Linked DNA regions of Bos taurus: region 2 is linked to region 1. A link is a contact called in public Hi-C data. All regions are on one chromosome and are shown on one strand. Each heading gives the region's core, a stretch centred on a gene start, on an enhancer-like site or on the middle of the called end of the contact. The rest is flanking DNA. Distances are from core to core; before and after follow the strand shown.

What was found. Hi-C and Micro-C count contacts between places; a contact is called where the count stands out from the background.
Region 2: a contact with region 1 is called in a Hi-C map of an unstated tissue, with 2.4 times the contacts expected there. The contact joins the promoter of SEMA4A here to the enhancer-like site in region 1. A contact is called at or near these places in 2 of 11 Hi-C or Micro-C datasets (skeletal muscle and an unstated tissue).

The regions. Positions count from the first base shown.
Region 1 is chr3:14,562,361-14,570,045 of ARS-UCD2.0, forward strand. All of the region lies in intron 1 of PMF1 (polyamine modulated factor 1), which reads right to left. Among named protein-coding and RNA genes, the nearest start is that of PMF1, 9.4 kb to the right of the region's middle. Within about 2 kb of position 3,186, at least 35 of the 102 cell types and tissues checked have an H3K27ac peak or open chromatin away from gene starts, as enhancers often do. A contact at or near this core is called in skeletal muscle, where this site is marked.
Region 2 is chr3:14,620,922-14,628,606 of ARS-UCD2.0, forward strand. It overlaps SEMA4A (semaphorin 4A), which reads right to left and starts at 5,069. Exons shown (of 14, transcript NM_001075440.1): 1 at 4,911-5,069; 2 at 3,007-3,167; 3 at 1,646-1,708; 4 at 1,268-1,366; 5 at 939-1,044; 6 at 1-110. The coding sequence starts at 5,052.

The sequences.
Region 1 (7,685 bases), core at 1,936-4,435:
TCCACAGAGCGTCTCCATCGGCCTCTCTGCCAAGTCCTCCTGTGCCCTGTGCTGGAATGGTCTTCTGGCCTTGGCCTCCTGAGGGTACACAGGGGCCCTCCAGCTATCTCTGCCGGGCGAGTGCACCAGCTCTAAGGCCTGCCTGTCCTTTTGCCTGGGTTCACATCCTGCCTCTGCCACTCATCAGCTGAGTGACCCTGGACAACTTCTCTACCTTTATAAGCATCGCTCTCTATCTCCATCAAACAGAGATAGTAACTACCCATAAGTCACAAAATTACTGTGAGGATTAAATGAGGTTACATATGTAAGCACTTAGTACAGTGTACAGGGAAATGCTCCACGTTAGCTACAATTGTTATTACAATTTTCAAAGCAACAGTCCTCACCACCCCTGAAAAGTGTAGAACACAGCCAGTAACTGCATTTCCCAGGGCTGGGAAGTCTGAAGAAGGCAGGTTAGTAAAGCATCTTGATTGCAACTGCATGTGCAGGAAGAACCCCCTGACCCCACTGCAAAGAAAAGGCTACACTGTGGTCCCCAAAAAACGGCCACATTTTTCACCAATGAAAGTATTTTCTTATTGGAGTATAACTGCTTTACAATGTTGTAACTTCCTGCTGTATAAGAAGTGAATCAGCTGTATGTACGCATATATCTGCTCCCTCAGACGTTCCAGCCCGGCCCCACCCCGCCACTCTAGGGCCTCACAGACCACCACGCTGAGCTCCCTGTATCACACTGCCAGTTCCCACTAACTCCCTGTTTTACACATGGCAGTGTATTTATATCAAACCCCACCTCCCAATTCATGCCGCCCTCTCCTTCCCCCGCTGCGCCCACAGTCCGCTCTCTATGTCTGTCTCTGCTCCTGCCTTGGAACTCGGTTTATCTGCACCATTTTTCTGGATTCCTCATACACACTGGCTATATATATAAAACACATATATCGTTAATGTACGATATTTGTTTTTCTCTTTCTGACTTACTTCGTTCTGTGTAACAGATTCTAGGTCCATCGATACCTCTCCAAATGACCCAATTTCGTTTCTTTCTGTGACTGAGCCGTATTCCATCGTATTCATGTACCACGTCTTCTTTATTCATTTCTCTGTCAATAGACCTTAGGTTGCTTCCATGTCCTGGCTGTTGTAAATAGTGCTGCAAGTAACTTTAAAAACTGCATTTACTGAATTTCAAAACAGAGATGACTATACATTCACTGATTTTAACCTGTTTCTTCCTCTTATTATGCAATATCTGAGTCACCATCACTGTTTTTGAACTCACCAAAAAAGCATGTCATTCACAGCACTAAAAATTAATCGCAGGGACTTCCCTGGTGGTCCAGTGGTTAAGATTCCACATCTCTCTGATGGGGGCCTGGGTTCTATCCCTGGTCAGGGAACTAGATCCTGCATGCTGCAATTAAAAAGATCCTGCATGCAGCAACTAAGACTCAGTGCTTCCATATATAAAACAAAACAAAACCAAACAACCTCACTGTAAACTGAGTTTTCACATATGTTTAACTTAAAATATTTAAGGTCAAAATCAAGCTCTAGTGGCTAGTCAATCTGTCAGTTTACATACGCAGATAAATTGTGCAGGAATGGAAAGACAGAGGCATAGACAAGTAAACATGTGTACTGCTGCTGCTGCTGCTAAGTCACTTCAGTCGTGTCCGACTCTGTGCGACCCCAGAGACGGCAGCCCACCAGGCTCCCCCGTTCCTGGGATTCTCCAGGCAAGAACACTGGAGTGGGTTGCCATTTCCTTCTCCAATGCATGCAAGTGAAAAGTGAAAGTGAAGTCGCTCAGTCGTGTCCGACTCTTAGCGGCCCCATGGACTGCAGCCTTCCAGGCTCCTCCGTCCATGGGCTTTTCCAGGCAAGAGTACTGGAGTGGGGCGCCACTGCCTTCTCATGTGTACTAGTGCTAAAGAAACCCGGTGCGCCCTCCTCCACGGTAACCAGCTTGTTGCCTGCCTGCCCGCCTGTTCCACAGACTGTCCACCAGAGGGCGGGTGAGAACTGGCGTTTTCGTTCAATAAAGGCATGGAGGGTGAAGACAGCAATACAAATATACAGAAGCTGGGGAGCACTGTGACAGAAACCCATGCTCTCCACCTGCCACCCGCCACCTGTACAGCCGCCCTGTTTTATTAAGAAATGTTTCTCTAAAATGAAAAAAAAAAGAAAGAAAGAAAAGAGAAGAAAGAAATATTTCGCTGCTTGGTCTTTCCCCCTTCCCCCTTTTCAGCCTCAGGACTGAGAAAGAAAGGGGGGCAATAAAAACCAGAAGTGTTCCCTGATGAAAATAAGAGGTCAGTCAGCCGCATGTAAATCCAGCTAGAACATTTGCTCACACCATACATAAAAATACACTCAAAATGGCTTAAAGACTTAGATATAAGACCTAACACCAAAAAATTCCTAATAAAGAACATAGGCGAAACATTCTCTGACACAAATCATACCAATGTTTTCTTAGGTCAGTCTCCAAAGGCAACAGAAATAAAAGCAAAAATAAACAAATGGAACCTAATCCAACTTACAAGATTTCACACGGCAAAGGAAATCAGAAACGAAATGAAAAGACAACCTACGAAGTGGGAGAAAATATTTGCAATGATGTGACCAACCACAGGGTTCCCTAGAGGAAGAAACATCCAAGAGCAGCAGGAGTCTTTGAGGGAAGGACAGAAGGCCCGGCAGCAGCGTGAAGATTAGAGTGCACGCGCGCCTGGGGTGCAGATGCCGTGACGAGAAACACGCACGGGGTGCCGCCTGAGCCAGGCACTCTACGTGAAGCAACTCACTTAGTCCTCATGGTAACTGAGGAAGGGTCTACTCTCGCCGTGCCCATTTTTCAGATGCAGACGCTGAGGCAGAGAGGAGCCTGCCCAAGGTCACAGAGCTGGGACATGGTGGAGCCGTCAGCTCTGGGTCAGGCGTCCTTGGCCGCCACACAGTCTGCAGGCTGGTGGGTCAGACACACACAGTCTACAGCGTATCATGATAGGAAGAGCTGGAGGAGGGGGCTTTGGGCAGGGCTGGGGCAAGATCAGATCTGTATGTTAGAAACCCCTCTGGCTGCTGGGAGGGGGACTAAGGAGGCACAGCTGAGGTGGCGGCCGACACAGTGGGGACAGGGTGAGGTGGGTGATCTGGAAACACACGAAGAGCAGACAATCAGCACAACGGGCTGAAGCCACACACCGCAGTCTGTGAGTCACACCCACACTTCAGAAACTAGCTGCTGCCAACAGCACGCGTCATCTGCACATTCAAAGAGTGCGAGATATTTCTGAAGCACTTACTTAATCAGAATATTTTAAATATCAAACCACTCTTTTTCCTGTGAAGAACTGTTTCCTATGAACACCAACAGTCTCTGCCATTCGTTTAAAACTCAACCAGTTCACGTACACATGCGATTAGCTCTCCTTCCTTGGTCCCTGTCAGACACAGGCTTCAAGTCAGTTTCTACACATCACCCTCTGTAGCACGTGTTGGGCAGGAACGGCACCCGGACAGGCACTGGGCCAGTCTGGCACCTCAGACTCAAGAACTGTCAGTCACCGCTCACTCCCTCAGTGCCCCCGGGACGAACACCGCACGTGGCACCACTGCCGGGGGCCGTGGGGACCTGTGGCAGACTGGGCGTGCCCTCAATGGTGCCAACTTCTACCGGGGCCCCACCAACACCAACTCTAATCAACTGTCTCTCTTGGCGGGTCCTGATTTATAACAAAACACAGCAAACCTCATCTACTTGCTTTAGCTAAACAGGAAAACAGCTGTTTCTCAAGGTCCAGGAGGCTGTATGGACAAAATGAACCCTTCATTTTCAGAAGATAAGGGAGAGGTCACATATGGTAAGCTCCAACGGGGCCACATTTCTATGTCCTGAAGCCTACGAGAGGACAGATTTGGACGTCTCTGCCTCAGCTGATCCAGTGAAAGGAAGACACCCTAACTGAAGACAGGGGTATGGGTCTGTGAGGTCTGACAGCCCAGTGAGGCCAATAATCTCCCAGTCACTCTGGAGTGTATCATATAATTTGCCCCTCTGGTCAAGCTAACATGGATGGAAAAACATGAGTTGTAGGGGAATTCAATCTGCAGTTTGAAATATCCCTTTGGATAACTGACATGTGAATAGACCAGCTTTTACTCTGTAGAGATTCCTGTCCTCTGTATAAATTCTTGGTCTTTGGGATTGAGGACTTTTAATGACTTGGGAGAGGGTCAAGCATTTGGATACATCTTAAAAGGCTGTATTCATACATGACATTTGTTGAGCCCTTTCTAGGTGGAAGCCAGCCGTAAGTTCCTACTTAACTGAGAGAGGGGAAGGGCGTTCTAGCAATGAGAAAAAGCAAGTGGAAAGAGCGGGTGGTGTGTTTGCACACCAAGTGTGCCTTGCTGCACACCCACGGCCCTGATCACAGCTGGAGAGATGGGAAGGGCCAAGGGGTGAATGGCCTTTACACTAAGCTAAGGAGCTGAGCAGTCCTGAGCCAACTGAACATTATAAGCAGAAGGACATGCTCAAATCTGAGCCATAGACTGGAGGGAGGGAGCAAGATTGAGGATGGAGGGCCATTTTGGAAGCTGGTGCAATAATTCTATGAGAGACAGTGAGGGCCTGGACTGAAGCATTTGCATGACGATGGAGAGGAGATTGAGGAGACAGGCTGAAACCAACAGGGCATGGTGGCTGACTGGAAGCAAGGGGTCAATGAGGAATCCCAAATCTCTGGCCTAGAGAATGAGTAGATGGTGGTATTTTCAACCAATGTGGGGACCACAGAGGGAAGAGAAATCCTGTTTTGCTGAACGTGATGGTTCTGTGGGATACCAAGTAGAGATTTCTAGTAGTAGACTGTTAAAGATAGAGGCCTGAAGCTCGGGAGAAAGATGTGGCTTGAGAATCCTCACTTATTCCAAAGCTATTTACTGAATGTTTACTATGTGCCAGGCACCATAATAAGCAATGAGCAGAGAGTGATGAATAAGACAGATAAGATCCTGTCCTCAAGGATCTTACGTTTCATGTGGGGAAGACAGACCACAAACAAACAACAGAACAACATACTATGGTAAGTCTTTACAAAGGAATGAAATAAGGTGTTGTGATAAAGAATAACCAGGGGAGAAAGGTGGCTTTAGAGAAGATCAAGAAAACCATTTCTGGCAGAGCAAACATCAAGTGCAAACAGCCTGAGGCAGGAAAGCTCTTGACACTCTAGGGAATGAGAAGGTTAGGATGACCAAGTATAGCTGCAGAGGGGAACAAGAGGCAGGCAGGGGCTAGAACATGCGGGGCCTTGAAAGCCACAGTAAGGAGCGATGAACAGCCACTGAAGGGCTTTCAGCACAGCAAGATACCAAATGGGCTGTGATCTGCACACGTGCCGGTGAAGCAGGAGAAGGGCAATGCTCGCACATTTAAGGGACAAGTGGACGAAGAAGAGCCCGAGAAGGAGCAGCCAGTGCGGTAAAGGACAGAGGATGGTGTTGGAAGCCAAGGGAGAAATTTCAAGGACAGACAAGTGGTTAATAGTGTCAAATGCTACAAGGAGAGCACGTACATTAAAGATGAAAAAAAATCCAAAGTATTTAACAACAAAGAGTTATTATTGACCTTGAAACGAAGGTTTTAGGAGAATGGTGTCAAAATCCCCTAAGCAGAGGGAAAAAACTGGAGATGGAGAACTAGAAGCTGGGAATGCAGAGACCCAAGGTCACAGCCTGGGATGTGAAGGGAAGGACACTGACAGGGAGGGAGCTAGGAGGATGCAAGACCAGGCATCCCAGCCAAGTTTACAGGCGTCTGAACCCCTGCCTGGTGTCTCTATTCTCTCTGTGGACCAGGTGTTGAGGCCGTTTTCAGTGAGCGTGTAGAGGTAGCAGGGGAAGGGCCTGGGGGACAGGGTAAACATTTTAAATATTAATACTTCTGTGGAGAAGGGGAAGAGAGCTGACAGGAGACATGAGGATAATGGGCTCGCTGAGCGCCCAGATGAATCCCAAGAACATGGCTGTGTGGAAGCACCATTTTCCACCATGGGTGAGACTCTACAGCTGCTCAGAGGTTGAGTGCAGGGGCAGAGGAGTGCAGTCAGGACCCTGAAGGTGGGTTTCACAGCTGGTGGGGTAGGAGGATGAGGGGGCAAAGGAGCTGAGATACACAAGTGTGGCTGCCCTGCATCTCCAACTGAAACTATCCAAACAGAGGTCTTGATCTCCAACCCCGGACTCATTTCTCTCCCCCAACTCACGGGGGAGTGTTTCTTCCTCATCTCAGTAGATGGTAAAACTGCACTCAACCACCATCAGGAAGAGGCAGCATCCTCCTGGAGGTCCCCTCCCCCTCACCTTCCCTTCCAATCCAATCCGATTCTCTCTCTGATCAGCTCATATCCACCCACCCCTCTCATCTACACCATCTCTTATCTGGACTGTTTCAGCTCCTACCATGCAGTTAGCATCCCAGGCACAGGACCGTGACCTGACAAGTAGGGCAGACAAGATGATTTAGACTTAAAAATAATGGGAACGGCTTCAAAAATAAAAGCTCAACACTGACCTAATAAGTGTCATCTTAGAGTAATAAAAAATATAACACATCACCTAGTCAACTACAATTTTAATATGACTAGATAAAAATTATATTTAATATGGGATACAGATACTTCTCCCCATGACATAACCTGATTTTTAAACTTACCGTTATAACATGATCATTTTTTCCATAAGTCAGTATTATTCAAAATGGAATTTTAAATAACTCCATAGTCATGTGGCATAGGAGATCTTAGTTCCCCGACCAGAGATCAAACCTGCACACCCCGGGCAGTGGAAGCATGGTGTCTTAACCACTGGACTGCCCTCAACAGGATTTTACTAGATAGTTATTATACCTACGTAACCACCATCCTTCAAATGTTGAACATTTTTGGTGGTTTTCAACTGTTTTCTACTGAACATGCTGCATAGATATTTTTTGTACTTTTTATGATGTAAATTTTTTGACAATTTTATTTTGAAATAGTAATAGATTAGAGGAAGCTGCAAAGAAATGTGCTCTCCCCAATGTTAACATCTTACACACCATAGTACAATATCAAAACCAAGAAGCTGACACTGGTACAATCCACAGAACTCATTCAGATTTCAACAGTTATACATACATTTGTTTCTATTTGTGTATCTTTACCACATGTGTAACCTTGCATAACCACCACCTCAGTCAAGACACTCAATGCTTTTTAAATATATCTGTCATGATATGGGTTGAGGTCGCAAAAAGAAAAAAAAAAAAAAAATCAGAGTCTAGAAGCCTAGAAAGACCTTAAGGTAATCCTACCAACAATCCATTAATATCCTGCACAGCAGTCAGAGTACCTTTAAAAGATCAATCACTGTATCAGAGCATTACAAATAAATAGATTTTTAAGCCCGTGGAGAGCCATCTCCTAAGTACACACACACACACACACACACACACACACACACACACACAAAAGGATCACTCATGCCTTAAAAACATCAATGACTTTCCATTTCTCTTAGAATAAACTCCCTTGCATCTAACAAAAAATAATAACCCCTATATATAATGTAACAAAGACAGACAATGGGAAAAAAGAGATATAAACAGTTGTGATGAGATT
Region 2 (7,685 bases), core at 3,819-6,318, 60 kb after region 1:
CCAGCGGAGGAAATTGTCAGTCTTGAGGACAGGCTGGGATCCCAGGGTGCGCAACAAGATGGGCTCACTGCCCAGGAAGTTGTTCATGGTGCCGGAATAGAGCATCCCATCTAATGTGAGGAGAGGAGGGGGGACCTTGTCAGTTGGAGGGTGCCCCTGCCCTTCTCAGATCTGCCTCTGACTGGGGTCAGCATTCACATCACTCTCTGGCCTTCTTTATTTGTTCTACACCTTCCCGTGGAGTCCCAAAGCCCAGCTCACAGCCCGCCCTGAGCACTGTTCTTAGGTCCTCCTCCCACAGGGACTGGCCAACTTTATGGCCTTCAGTGTTTGGCACTTTCCCCGCCTTTCTCTGGCTCCTCCCTCCCACACCCAGCTGAACCACTCGCCAGTTAGAATCACTCATTGTTTCTCCAGGATGGCTGTTCTGTTTCTACACATGAGGGCATACCCTTTTCTTCCAGGAACACTTTCCCTGCCCACCTACCTGTCTTTCAAGGTCCCACTCAGTCAAAGGCCACCGGCTTCAGGAAGCCAGGGGGTGGGGGGAGTGATGGTTTGTGTCCAGGAGGGCACAGCACCATGATTTCCTCTTTGCAGTCCCTACGTTTCCTAGCCCAATGCCTGGCACACCGGAGTGGCTGTTCATACAGAGTCTGCTTGTTGAACAGAAGGTGACTCTCAGGCCTCTTTCCTGTCTGAGACCCTTCCAGGACCCTCCCATCTCTGTGCATCCCTCCACATCCATCTTGCCCCACCTCCTTTGTGGCAGCTTCATCTGGTTGGGGTACCTGATACTCCCTCTGATTTTATGCTCTGAGGCTCCTGGCTTCCCCTCCCTTTGTCCTCTTGCCTTTCAGGAAATTGTCAGATTCCCTGTGTCACAGAGTGACCAGGGAAAGCAGTTATTGGGATGGACCAGGGAAACCGATACTCACCTGCCATGACAGCCGTGTGCTTATGGGTGGGGTCGAAGGGGCTTTGGCCTTTCCCCTCCACAACCCTGTCCTCCGAGATGGGCAACAGTCTGGAATCTTGGAGTTCCTAGAGGGGGGGAAGTGGCTGGGGGGGCCAGAACGCCAGAGTCTCACGTCTGGGAAAGGAGGGACACGAGGGAGGAAGGGGTAGGGGGTGCAGAGGAAAATTGACCTGGAGCTCGGAAGCTCACAAGGACCCTGGGCCGCAACATCAGAGTTTTTCAGAGCTGCAGAGGATGAGCTGGGGTGGAGGTGAGGCGGGGCCTGAGAGCCGGCGCCAGATAACTCACAATGAAGGTACAAGCAGGGCTGAAGGCAAACGTGCCGCAGGCGTAGAGGTGGGTGGAGTTGAAGGATACCAGGACACGAATAAAGTTGAAACACTGTGTCTGGGGGAGAGAGACAGTTCAGGCCTCCAGAACACTTGCCCCAGACTCCCGGCCCCTGGAGGACTGCTCCCTCACTTGCCAGGAGGGAGAAGGGCTGGACAGTGCTGAGGCAGTCCCCATAGGTCTTTATAGAACAGCAGGCCACGTGATCATGATCCTCTAGAACACGATCACTCAAACAAGCATCCTCTGCTGCCTGCCTCACCTAAGGTCATCCAGTGATGGCCTGGGGACACCAGGGCTCTCTTGCAGAGCCCCAGTATCGCCACCCCTACTTACCTCATTGCTCTTCCTCTTAAAGGCACATTCACTCTTTTTTCTGTCACTGGCTGGCCAGGGTATCTGAAGTAGGGCATTGGGAAAGGGGAGATGAAGGGAATGAGATCTTGAGCTCTCTGACCTACTACCCGCTCCTTGGCTCTGGTGTGAAATCACCAGCAGGCATAATGGTTAGTTACATGCTGGTAGGCTGTAAGAACCTCGCTTTGTGACCCTGGCTATTACTCTAATGATACTCATATTCATGAGGACACAGCTCCATGTGAGAACATGGTCAATGGAATCAGACCTGAGCTTGAACCTAGACTCAACCACTTACTGGTTGAGTGATCTTGGTCAATGGCACAGATTTCTGTATGTAAAGCACCTAATGCCATGCATGGTATACAAAGCAGCAGCTGGAAACAAAACAAAACACATTTCCTGGGGAAATTGTTAAAAATTTTCGGTTCCTCACACCTCAGAGAAACTGTATTTTTAATCCGCATCCCATATGTGCAGGTGGCCCACAGACCACATGCTGAGCAACACAGACTGTGTTGAGATGCTCAGTAATTGCTCCCTCCCTCCCTTTTTTCCTTCCCTCTCCCTTTCTCCCTTACATTATTCCTGTGAGTAGGGTGACTATAACACAGAAGCCTCAGTGATTTCTTCCAGTGGGTGGATATCACATTATTGATAAATTTGAGTCAATGTTTCTCTCATAGGTCAATTTCCATATCAGTCATTTTAGCAACTAGTATTGGGGCTTTCCTGGTAGCTCAGCTGGTAAAGAATCCGCCTGCTAATGCAGGAGATCCTGGTTCAATTCCTAGGTTGGGAAGGAGGCCCTTGAAAAGGGATAGGCTACCCACTCCAGTATTCTTGGGCTTCCCTGGTGGCTCAGCTGGTAAAGAATCTGCCTGCAATGCAAGAGACTTGGGTTCAATCCCTGGGTTGGGAAGATCCCCTGGAGAAGGGAATGGCTACCCACTCCAGTATTCTTGCCTGGAGAATTCCAGGGACTATCCACGGGGTTGCAAAGAGTCGGACACGACTGAGCAACTTTCACTTTCACTTTGTCAATTTCCGTATCAGCCATTTTATCAATTAGTATTATTCAACCAGTATTCATCGTGCCCATGAAGTGTAAGGCCACTGCTGTGTTTCTTTCTTTCTTTTTTTTTATTTTTTTATTTTTTTTGTGTTTCTTGTCTGTCATAAAAATCATACGTGTATATGTCCACACCAAGACCTGCCAATCGTTGCTGATTATAGGCAACAGCAAATTGGGTAGTTATTCATGCATAGGCAGTCCAGGCACAGGGCAGCTGCCAGCCCCCTCCTCACTTCCAGCCCGCACCCTTTCCCTGGCCTCTCACCATATTCTTCAGCCTTGGCACCCCAGGATCCTCGATATTCAAGGCCAGAATGGCCTCTCGAGCCCCCACATAGAGAGTGCCTCCGTCATCACTCAGGAGTAGAGTGTCAAAGTCCTGGAGGCCCTTTTGGTGGAAGAAGCTAAGAGCTCTGCGTCCATCCCCTGTTGAGAGGTGGTGAGAAGGGGTGAGTGATGAGAAGGCAGTGGGTAAGCAGCTGATTTATGAGAGAAAAGCAGGAGAAGGAAAGGGTTGGCAGAGTGTGCTCCCCCCAGCCTTCGCAGCCGGACCCACTCTTCAGCAGCAGATCCCTGCTTTGCCCCATCCTGCTGACAGCCTAGGAGCATTGGGTGCTGAGCTCATAGTGGAGAGGAAAGACAACCAGATTCAGGGTAATAACAGACTGGGACAGACAGAGGGTGCCCCACACTCAAGAGACAGACAAAGGGACAGGAAATAAAGTGAGGCATAAGGGATGTTCTTTCAGGCCTAGGGGGCTGCGGCTGGGCAGGACACATCAGTCCTCACAGGCAGGGAGGGCAGAGAGCAGATAGACAGACAGGAAGGTGTTGGCACCCACAGACAAGAAGGCTAGAGGTAGATAGGACTATGTGTCAGAGTAACTGTGGGTTTCAGGGGTCCCACTCACCAACCCCACTTTCCTTCCCTCCTCTACAGGAAATTTCTACCATGAGAACCACTGCCATAGGTGGAACAGAAAGAAAATGTTTTTCTCCTGAGTTTCCTGCAGGCGCCTGTATATCACCCAGACTGGGGATTTCGGCTGGCTGTGGGAGATTCCCTGAGGTCTCCCCATCACTGTGATGTGGCGGAGGTGGGCGTGTGTGCCCGTTCCCCTGGCACATAGGGCCCCTGGCACATCAGCGAGGAGAGATGAGCTTCTCAAACTCTCTCTCTCATGAGCACGTTTGCACTTTCGCATTAGAGGACTGATGAGCTAACTGTTAGCTCTGGAGGCTCAGAGAATCTTAGTACCAACCACGAAGAGGAGTTGGGGAAACATGTGGCAAGGTGCCAGAGAGGCTGGCCTCCCCAGAGCTGTATAAACCCCTCTGTCACTGAACTGATCACCCTCAAGTATGGTTGTGTGACAGCCCACCTGCCTGCCCCTGGGGACCATCAGCACCTTGGGGGCAGGGTTTATGCTTGTAATCCCAGCACCTAACACAAGGGAGGCCCTTCCATCAATGGGCAACATGCATTTCCTTTACCATGTTGCCCCAGAAAGATGCAAAAGACTCAGCCATGCCCAGGAGACCCTGCCCCTGCAACTCCGACAGGGCCCATGTCCTTTCCTGAGTCTTTTCCCTGCAGGTGGAAGGCCAGCAGCCCCCACAGCCTCAGTAAGAAACCAGTCAAGCTGTGCCTACAGGGTCCCAGGGCCCAGATACCAGCCAGGCTACTCTGGGTTCTTGTATTCCTGGTGTCCACAGTATTGGACACAGCGTGGTCCAGCATCATCTGTGCACTTGCGTGTCCTGGGTCACCAGGTCCACGGATTCCCTTAAGCCTCAAATGTCCTAGGGGCATGAAAGCAGTTATGGGTTTGAAGTGCCCAGTTTGATAACAGTGACACTGAAGGAGGGAAAGAGAAATCACCAGCTCTGGAGAACCAGAAGGCACAACGCCCCTGGCCCCCTGCTCTCCTCACCTCCCTTTCCTCAGTCTCTCCCCCAAGTGAGTTTCATCATTCACTCCTTTCTCAGCCTGAATTTCTATTTCTGGCTGTCTCTCTCTCCCTGACGCCCTCTGCCTCTCCATGACTTATCTAGTGTGGTTTCTCCAAGTCCAATTTCCTACCCCTTTCCTTCCATTCTCTCTTTCCTTCCTCCACCCCCTCCAGCCCGGGGCTGCCATCCCCTACTTCCTGACTGTCAGATCCTTACCTGCATGGTATTTGACCCTGGGTGTGGGTCCCTGCCCTTCACGCCCTGCAGTTGTCGCCGGTGGCAGGAACAGCAGGAGCAGCTGGAAGAGGAAAAGGCCCAGGAAGCTCCAGGAGTCCAGGCCCAGGGCTGGAAGGGCCATGCTCAGCCAGGGGCTGTCACTGGACGTCTCTGGGGAAACAGGCACCGGGTACTCTCTGGGTGAGCAGTCCTTACCACATCCCCCCTGGGAACCAATCAGAGAGCCCCAGGCAGCAGAAGTGTGTATGGCAGGGGGCGGGGGGGGGGATGCAGGGGAACGGGCCAGTTTCCTCTCCAGTGTGCCCTCAGAGAGTCTCACTTCCATCATTCTCACAGGCCTCACTCTGCCCCACTCTCCCCTCCGAATTGAAGTCCAGTTGTTCCCCATCCCTTATGATCTCTTTGCACCAATAGCCTGGCTCTGCCTTCCCTCACCTTACGCTCAAGGAAGTCCTTCTTGTTATCTACTCTGCCTTTCCTCCTCCCATAGCCCAGATCCCAAACCACTGCCTGGTCCTGGCTCCAGGACTTTCTGGGGAGCAGATTCCTGCACTCGCAGTATAGATTCTTCAGACTTGATTCTCCTGGCTCTTTCAGATCTCTTGATACCCAGGGCCTTGTACTCAGCCCTACCCTCTGATGACCCAAACAAGAAGACCAGGTCTGAACCGGCCTGCTCTGTTCTCTGACTCTGAGGCCTACAGGCCTCTTCTTGCAGAGAGGAGATGGGAGACCAGCCCTCCAGGCTGACTAGTAGCATCACACGGAAAGTGGCCCAGGGCAGGGAGAGGCTGGTCGTCTCCCAGCCTCTGCAGCTGCCCCCTGTCTCTCTGGTCTTAGTGCTGCTGCTATCTGTCCCCCTGGTCTCTGCATAATCCTCCCCTTGGTCTGCCACCCCTCCAGTCAGCCATCACATCTCACGTACCGTTGAGCCAGTCACAGCATAGAACCCAGGTATCCAGACTCTTGGGCGGGGGGTGCCATCCAAGAGAAAGAAGGGAGGGCTCCCAGGCCCCAGAGGTGGGGGACAGGAGACTCAGCCCGGCTGGGCCAGGAGTGCGGCCCTCCAGGTACCCATAGTGGCAAAGCCCGCACTGGGAGCTCTGGGCAAGGGAAACCAGAATTTCCACCTCTCGAGTTGTGACAGATCCCTGGCTTGGGCGGAAGTTGGTTGACTGGGAGGGGAATAAAAGGAGACACACCTCTCTCTTTGGCCCTCCTCTCACCTGTCTATCAAGAAAGTTTAAAAGGCCAGAAAGTTTCTAGGTCATTTCAGCCATCCCCCTGTCCCTCTATCGTCACAGCCAGTCTAACAAGCCTAGTCGGGATTTTACCTCTTGCTCAAGATTTCCCAGATAGGAGACATGACACCGTCTTTCATATTCCTCTTTTCACTTACCTCTCCACTCCTACCAACAGGGAAGTCCCTGAAGTGGAATAACCTTTCAGACCTCCCACGGCCAACCGAGCCATAGTCTTTAAAAAACAATACGATCCTGAACAACAAGGACCTAGAGCACAGTACGTGCTGCTGCTGCTGCTAAGTCGCTTCAGTCGTGTCCGACTCTGTGCGACCCCATAGACGGCAGCCCACCAGGCTCCCCCGTCCCTGGGACTCTCCAGGCAAGAACACTGGAATGGGTTGCCATTTCCTTCTCCAATGTGTGAAAGTGAAAAGTGAAAGTGAAGTCGCTCAGTTGTGTCCAACTCTTAGCGACCTCATGGACTGCAGCCCACGAGGCTCCTCCGTCCATGGGATTTTCCAGGCAAGAGTACTGGAGTGGGCTGCCACTGCCTTCTCCAGTATGGTACAGGGACCTATATTTAATATTTGTAATAACCTATAATGGAAAACAATCTGAAAAAGAATATGTTTATATATAATCTGCCTGCAATGCAGATTGACCTGGGCTCAATCTCTGGGTCGGAAAGATCCCTTGGAGAAGGAAATAGCAACCCACTCCAATATTCTTGCCTGGGAAATACCATGGATAGAGGAGTCTGGTGGGCTGCAAGTCCATGGGGTCGCAAAGAGTCGGACACAACTTAGCAATTAAACAACAGCAACCCACTCCAGTATTCTTGCCTGGAGAATTCCATGGACAGAAGAGCATGGTGGGCTGCAGTCCATGGAGTCACAAAGAGTCAGACACCACTGAGCGACTAACACTTTGACTTTTCTTATCTATATATACATATGTGTATGTAAAACTGAATTACTTTGTTGCACAATCTTCTCTTCTTTCTCTCTCTTTTTTTTTTGGTCACACTACCCAGCAATGTGGGACCTTCCCCAGCCAGGAATCAAACCCCCACATCCTGCATTGGAAGCATGGAGTCTTAACCACTAGACCACCACGGAAGTCCACATTTTGCTGTACTTTTGAAACTAACACAACATTGTCAATTAAATATACTTCCATTTTAAAAAATGATTTAGGGGCTTGCCCCTTGGTCTAGTATCTAAGAATCCACCTCGCAATGCAAGGGACACAGTTTCGACCCCCTGGTCAGGGAATTTAGGTCTCACATGCCTTGGGGTAACTGAGCCTGCATGACAGCTAAGACCCAAATAAATAAATATTTTTTAAATGGTTTAAAAAATTTTTTGTAATAAATAAAACAATTGCATTAGGCTCTCATCCATGGCGGAGAAGGCAATGGCACCTCACTCCAGTACTCTTGCCTGGAAAATCCCATGGACGGAGGAGCCTGGTAAGCTGCAGTCCATGGGGTCGATAGAGTCGGACACGA